2 separate regions of the Pan troglodytes genome follow, and region 2 is linked to region 1. A link is a contact called in public Hi-C data. All regions are on one chromosome and are shown on one strand. Each heading gives the region's core, a stretch centred on a gene start, on an enhancer-like site or on the middle of the called end of the contact. The rest is flanking DNA. Distances are from core to core; before and after follow the strand shown. Region 1 holds the start of SSR3 (signal sequence receptor subunit 3). Region 2 holds the start of LEKR1 (leucine, glutamate and lysine rich 1).

Region 1 (3,145 bases), core at 72-2,571:
TTATAAATAGGCAGAAGAAAATCTAGTTATAGAGACAGATCCAAAAAGTTTTATTTATGAATTGGTCATAGATGGAGAAGGAAAAAAATAATTGGTGTTGAAACCCACCATTTTAACCAGAACAACAAATGAGTTTAAAAGAATGCAACTTAGTGAGATAGGAAGAACTGGGGGAGAAGTATGTGTAAGAGAAAATAATAATTTCTTTTTCTATCACTACCATGTAATAAAGAGCATTTTTAACATCAAAAAAGACATAAACCCAGATATTTTAAAATGAATACTTTTGATCTTCTGAAAAATTCACTAGATGGTCTTTTTTTCTTTTTCATTTTGTGGTGAATTAATGAAAACTTCTGGCATTAAGGAATACTTGTGGTAGATAATGGAAGGATTTATATTTCAGGAAAACTCACTCTGGTACCTGTATAGAGAATAGACTGGAAAAGATTGAAGACAAAAGCCCAATTAGGACTAGTAACAGGAAGCTGTGGAGGTAGATTACAATTTGGATACTGTGAGGAAGAAAGATATCTACCAAACGGTTAATAAGGAGGCTGGAGGTTGAGGAAACTGTGCCTAATGCACTAGAGTGTTCTCAGTAATCAAAAGCAGCATTTGCTGGGAGTGATGTCGTTGAATTTTTTTTTGAAGAAAAAATGATAATGTGTTGAGTTAAAAATGGAATCTAGCTGTTTTAATAGACATACTTAATCTTTCTGAGCTTCAGAGAGGGAGTCCTGCCTAGACAACCTGTTCTTAGTATTATGTTTTATTTAGCATGGCTTTGGAAGCCACAAAACTCTATAGGTCTAGTTGAAATAAAATAAAATAGTAGTAACTTGTATCAGACATATATTAAATATTGCCTTCATCAATGAGATCATGAGTTTCTTAAAAGCAAGAGTCCCATTTTCTTCTTCCTACAGAGGTGGCCTATTGTTTAGTGAGAAGAGCCCATGCCTTGGAGACCCACACCGCAGGTCTACGACCCTGAGGCTCTTCAGCTGCAATGGCGGTAATGGTGCGCACGTCATAAGATTCTTCAAGGTATTTAATGAAATAAAGGATGTGTAAAGGAGAAGGGATTTTACATGAGTTAGCTATACCTTTCTCTTCTTTCTTCTTCAACGTACTCAGTCCTGGGTACGCACAGAGGGCACTAATGGCGTGGGGCCAGAAGAGCTTTTAATTTTGGAATTCTGAAGAACTGAGAACTCGTGAGTCCGTCAGCAGCTCTGAAGTGGAATATCAATAAAGTTTTGTTAATTTTTTTTTTAAAGCACCGACTAAACTACAAATCCCTTCTCTCTCCTCCAGGTGGGTGGGTCACGTGTCTTGTCAGGAATCCGGAAGTCTGGCCCGCTCGCCCAATCACGCCCGGAAGCCTATCTAGTGGCGCCAAGCTGGCCAATCCTGGGGACGCTTGCTCTTCGCCAAACCGGGTCCCGCCTCCGCGCGCCGCGCTGACGGGTCGTTAGCGGATACGGCGGCCGCAGGGGCGGAGTCAAGGGCCTTTGCCCGCCTTGGCGGCCGGCTCTACGTTCCCTGTTCTCGCCTCCAGCTCCGCCATGGCTCCTAAAGGCAGCTCCAAACAGCAGTCTGAGGAGGACCTGCTCCTGCAGGATTTCAGCCGCAATCTCTCGGCCAAGTCCTCCGCGCTCTTCTTCGGGAACGCTTTCATCGTGTCTGCCATCCCCATCTGTGAGTGCTGGGAGCGAGGCGGGTTAGGCAGGCCGCCGGCTAGTCGGGCTGGGCGGGGACGTGGCAGGACCCGGCGAGCAGGCAAGGCGTGGGTGCCGGCCGGGGGTCGGCAATCTCTCCAGCTCCCCTGAGCTCGGGGAGGCACGGAGCCTCTTCTTTGGGCACAGTGTTGTCGCTTGGGATTGTCCTGTGCAGCACTCGGGGAGGTCACTTGTTAAAAGTACGCACGTTCCCGAGCTCCACCCCAGGAGAAGGTGGTTAACTAGTTCTGGGGTGGCGGCCCCGAATCTCTATTTAAACAGACAAACTCAAGCATACTGCCTCTGCCCTTTTCTATACAACTGTTGCTTGCCGTTACGAAATTTTAAACTTATTACTTATTTTGCATAAATTAATTAGGTGAGAAACCTATGAAGTGACCCACTGAATTATAAGTGCATCTTTACGTGAGCTACTTCACACCATTGCATAATTTTCCTGGTTTTTGCAAAAAGAGAGAGGTTGAAGTGCCAGGGGTTAGGGATCTACCTTATTTAGACTTTTTAATAATCCTACTGGACTAATTCTAGAATTCTCACTTGGTTGGGAAACTGCAGACTTGGACAAGGTCGTTTTTAGTAGAGCTCAAGTTTCCAGAACTCCTGTCTTTTGCTGCACTGTTGTTGGGCATTTAAAACTAAATGTATTTTTCTCTTTTGTCCTTATACAACCCAGCGTGCCATTAACGTGATGCGAAGCCATATGATGGCTCACTAATTGGACATAGCACTGCTTGGAGTTCTGATAACAGCCACGTCAGCAAGGAAACTATGGTTTGGGACTGCACGTGGCGTTTTGGAATGGCCTGTGTTTCGCATGCTAGTACCCTGATGAATGAAATTTGAAGTCTGACTTGTGATTACGTTGAGCCAGAGTTTGTTCTCATTTTAGAAGTTGAAATCTCATCTGGACTAGTAATAGGAAGGTGATGTTTTTCAAATGTTCTGAACTGGAAAGCTTGAGACTATACTGTTACTGGTTATCTCACTTCTGAAGATCCTCAGATACTATTGGATTGCATAACTAATAACCTGGTATTTTACCAGGCTTAGCTATAATTAATTTCGCAGGCTTTTGTTACGGGGTTGTAATGTTTTGTTTCTTTTTGTACTCTTCCCCCTTTTATTTTAATTCAGGGTTATACTGGCGAATATGGCATATGGATCTTATTCAGTCTGCTGTTTTGTATAGTGTGATGACCCTAGTAAGCACATATTTGGTAGCCTTTGCATACAAGAATGTGAAATTTGTTCTCAAGCACAAGTAAGTATGTTTTTCAAGTGAAAGTACGTACTACATGTTATATTTTTATATGTCTTCTTAAAGATCATTTGTGTGTGTTGGTTTTAATAAGCATTAATTTGAGAGATATATATATTAATAAACATATTTTGGGGGAAAG
Region 2 (3,137 bases), core at 316-2,815, 270 kb before region 1:
CTGATTATCGGGGGGAAACTAAAAATTAAAAGTCCTGCCAACCCAGAAAATGCTCCACAATGCAGAAAGAGAACAATTTTATTAGGCATTCAACTAGACTTTGATGCACATCACGGCTAATCTGCTAATGAGGTTACAAAGACAGAAGGAAATCCCTCTTTTATACAGCCAAGGAGACACAATCCATAACACATTCTCAAGGAAACTGGTAACGTGTCCTCATGTAAGAGGGCTTAACATAGTGTTCTATACATTCTTTTATATTTCCTCTTTAATTCATCTGGTAATTGGGGTAACCACCTGTGTTAGCTAACGGCTTTCCTCCTAAGTAATGCACAGCTCCATAACGAAACAGGTGTTTACAATTAGGAATAACGCACCTAGGTTAAACTCCCAAAGTGACAAGGAGATTGGGGCCCTATCTTCCTTGATGTTTACATTTTAAAGAAATGGCTTCCAGGTCCTCAAGAAAAGCATTCCTAGGTCTTTAAAAACATTTGCATACATATTAAATAGAGGAAGCATTCACAAATACTAAGTTTCTCAAGAAAAAAGAAGGGTCTCTTTTCCTTTTGGCAACAGGGAAAATCTGTAATTTTTAAAATTTAGTCTTACATAGTTTTGCGTGTGTTATCAAACAAGTCCCTTTAATTCTTTCTCATTGCACGTATGTGGACCGCACTTTGGCAAGAGGTGCAGTGATAAGTGGCTGCAGCTACGTGGGTGTTTGTGAACCTCCTCTCTAACAAGATCACCGAAAAGACATTTTTTAAAATGCAGACACGTCCTTGTTCGTTTCCAATTCCGTTTCTCACACTAGTGTCACGTCAGGCCATTAACTCACGTTCAGCTTTCAAGCCCTTACGTAAAGAACCATTCCCATGGCGTGAATCACCCACAACAAGCAGGTCAGGGGCAGGTGAAGGCGGGAGTTCACGTCCTAAGACTTCCCTGAAGCGGCAGGCTCTTCCACACAGAAACCAACCGCAAGGCCAGACAAAACTGCTGGAATGGCTTTCAAATCTGTCCCTTTCTAACCCCGTTCCCCCTGGACCTGCAGTGGCCGGAAGAGGAGGAGGAGGAGGGTGCGGGGGTGAGGAAGCAGAGCCGCGCGTTCCCCGGGGCCGGGAGGAAGGCGGACCGCGCCTGGGCCCCGCGGGCTGGCAGACACCAGGAAGGGGCCGCAGAGGAGCGTGGTGGCGGAGTCCAGACCCGGGGCCTCGTGCTCTCGCTGGGGCGCCGCGGCTCAGCTTTCTGGCTCTCTCCCCGGGTGCGAGCACGCCTCCACTCCGGAACTGCATTTGGAGGACCGGGTCATCCCAGGCTGAGGAAAGCCATCGTCCCTCACCTCGACTTCGACTAGGACGGGTGTGAAACGGCTTTCCCGGTCTCCCGGGCGACCGCGCCGCCAGTCGGCTGGACGTCAGGGCGCGGCGACGTCACGGCCCACGTCTGTCGTCAGCGCTCCCCTGCATCGCGCAGGGTCTCACGCGCCGGGCGGAAGTGGGAAAACTGGTGGTGGGGCTCAGAAGGCTGGGCTAGTCTTAGGCGGAGTGCTGTTAGAGGGAGGGAAGGGGATCGAGGGATGAGGCGGGCGAGAGTGGGTCGGGTGCTTGGTAGCGACTGCTGAGATGGAGGGAGCTGTCCCAGCCTCGTGGGGGGTTGGAGAGAGGCACTGCCGGGAGTCGGGAGTCGGGAGCCTATAGCCCTACCTATCACCCCTTGCTCTGGGGCCTATGTGGTAGACACAGCAGTGAGCAGTTACTGTTCTTGAGCAGAGGAAAAAGAGATGCCTGTAGAGGTCATCGGTGTAAAGGGAAGTTCTGGTTTCAGTCATTACAGCCAGGACAAATTAATTGGGAAGGCGTTGGTGACATTTCCATTCTAGTCCAAAGTAGTGAAGATTAAGGGCTTAGTTCAAAAAGTATTTTGAGACCTCCTAGTCTACACTTTATTTATCGCAGGCTACCCACCCTTACACGTGACTAACTTCCCTTTGTTCATACATTCATTCATAAAACAAGTATTTATTGACCTACTACGCGACAAGCAGAGCAGCATACCGAGATAGGGTGATACTCTGTGACTGGTCAAGGCAGGAGCAGCCATTGGTGTAATTAGCAGGTGACTCATTCGTAGTCCAGATCTTGCCTTTCTGAGGATTATATAAGGTCGAAGTACAGTTCTTCCAAGAACCAAAGAAAACATCGATGGCTCTGTAGCAGGCAAAGAGACTGGTTTGCTATTGAATAAAATAAGATTAAGTAAATACAAAGAAAATTAATTGAACCTATAGATTTAGAGAAGTGATTAAATGACGCAGAGCAGTATCGGTACACCAAACTGCTTATTGATAACTACTAATTAATGACACCAGGAAGTACTGAACACTAGTGCCTTGTTCCTTGGCACTAAAAAGTCTAGTAGATATGGCTGGGCGCGGTGGCTCGGGCCTGTAATTCCAGCACTTTGGGAGGCCAAGGCGGGCAGATCACAAGGTCGGGAGATCGAGATCATCCTGGCTAACACGGTGAAACCCCGTCTCTACTAAAAATACAAAAAAGTAGCCGGGCGTGGTGGCGGGCGCCTGTAGTCCCAGCTACTCGGGCTACTCGGGAGGCTGAGGCAGGAGAATGGCGTGAACCTGGGAGGCAGAGCTTACCCTGAGCCGAGATAATGCCACTGCACTCCAGCCTGGGCGACAGAGCAAGACTCTGTCTCAAAAAAAAAAAAAAAAAAAAGTCTAGTAGATGTATCTTGTACATTTAACCTGACTGATATTTTTGCCCAATGCCTACCCTTGATTTTCTGTTTCCACTCCCTCAAAGAAGAAAGGATTAAGAGGCCTAGAGGACAGTCAACCAAGTGGTCAAGTATAACATGCTTATGAGAAGCCCAAATAACTTTCAGAGCTATTCATCCTCGTCATATTTATCTGAGGGATAGTGAGGGTAGGACTGCTCTCATTTTGTGATAATGGAAGTTTAGATACAGGGCACCAAAACTGGTACCTATCTGGGACAGGAATTTGCACACCTAATGCAAGATCACTCTGTTCTGAGGCTAGTTTTATTTATTGAGTACTTTGTTTATAGGATAAGGAAAGGCAACACTTTAAGGATGGGAGAAAATCCAGC

What was found. Hi-C and Micro-C count contacts between places; a contact is called where the count stands out from the background.
Region 2: a contact with region 1 is called in a Hi-C map of stem cell-derived neural progenitor cells, with 2.7 times the contacts expected there. The contact joins the promoter of LEKR1 here to the promoter of SSR3 in region 1. A contact is called at or near these places in 1 of 7 Hi-C or Micro-C datasets (stem cell-derived neural progenitor cells) and 1 of 1 datasets of contacts at active chromatin or transcription factors (stem cell-derived excitatory neurons).

The regions. Positions count from the first base shown.
Region 1 is chr2:159,763,171-159,766,315 of NHGRI_mPanTro3-v2.0_pri, reverse strand. SSR3 (signal sequence receptor subunit 3) reads left to right here and starts at 1,321. Exons shown (of 6, transcript XM_063807297.1): 1 at 1,321-1,704; 2 at 2,419-2,668; 3 at 2,880-3,006. The coding sequence starts at 2,903.
Region 2 is chr2:160,030,593-160,033,729 of NHGRI_mPanTro3-v2.0_pri, reverse strand. LEKR1 (leucine, glutamate and lysine rich 1) reads right to left here and starts at 1,565. Exons shown (of 15, transcript XR_010155848.1): 1 at 1,349-1,565.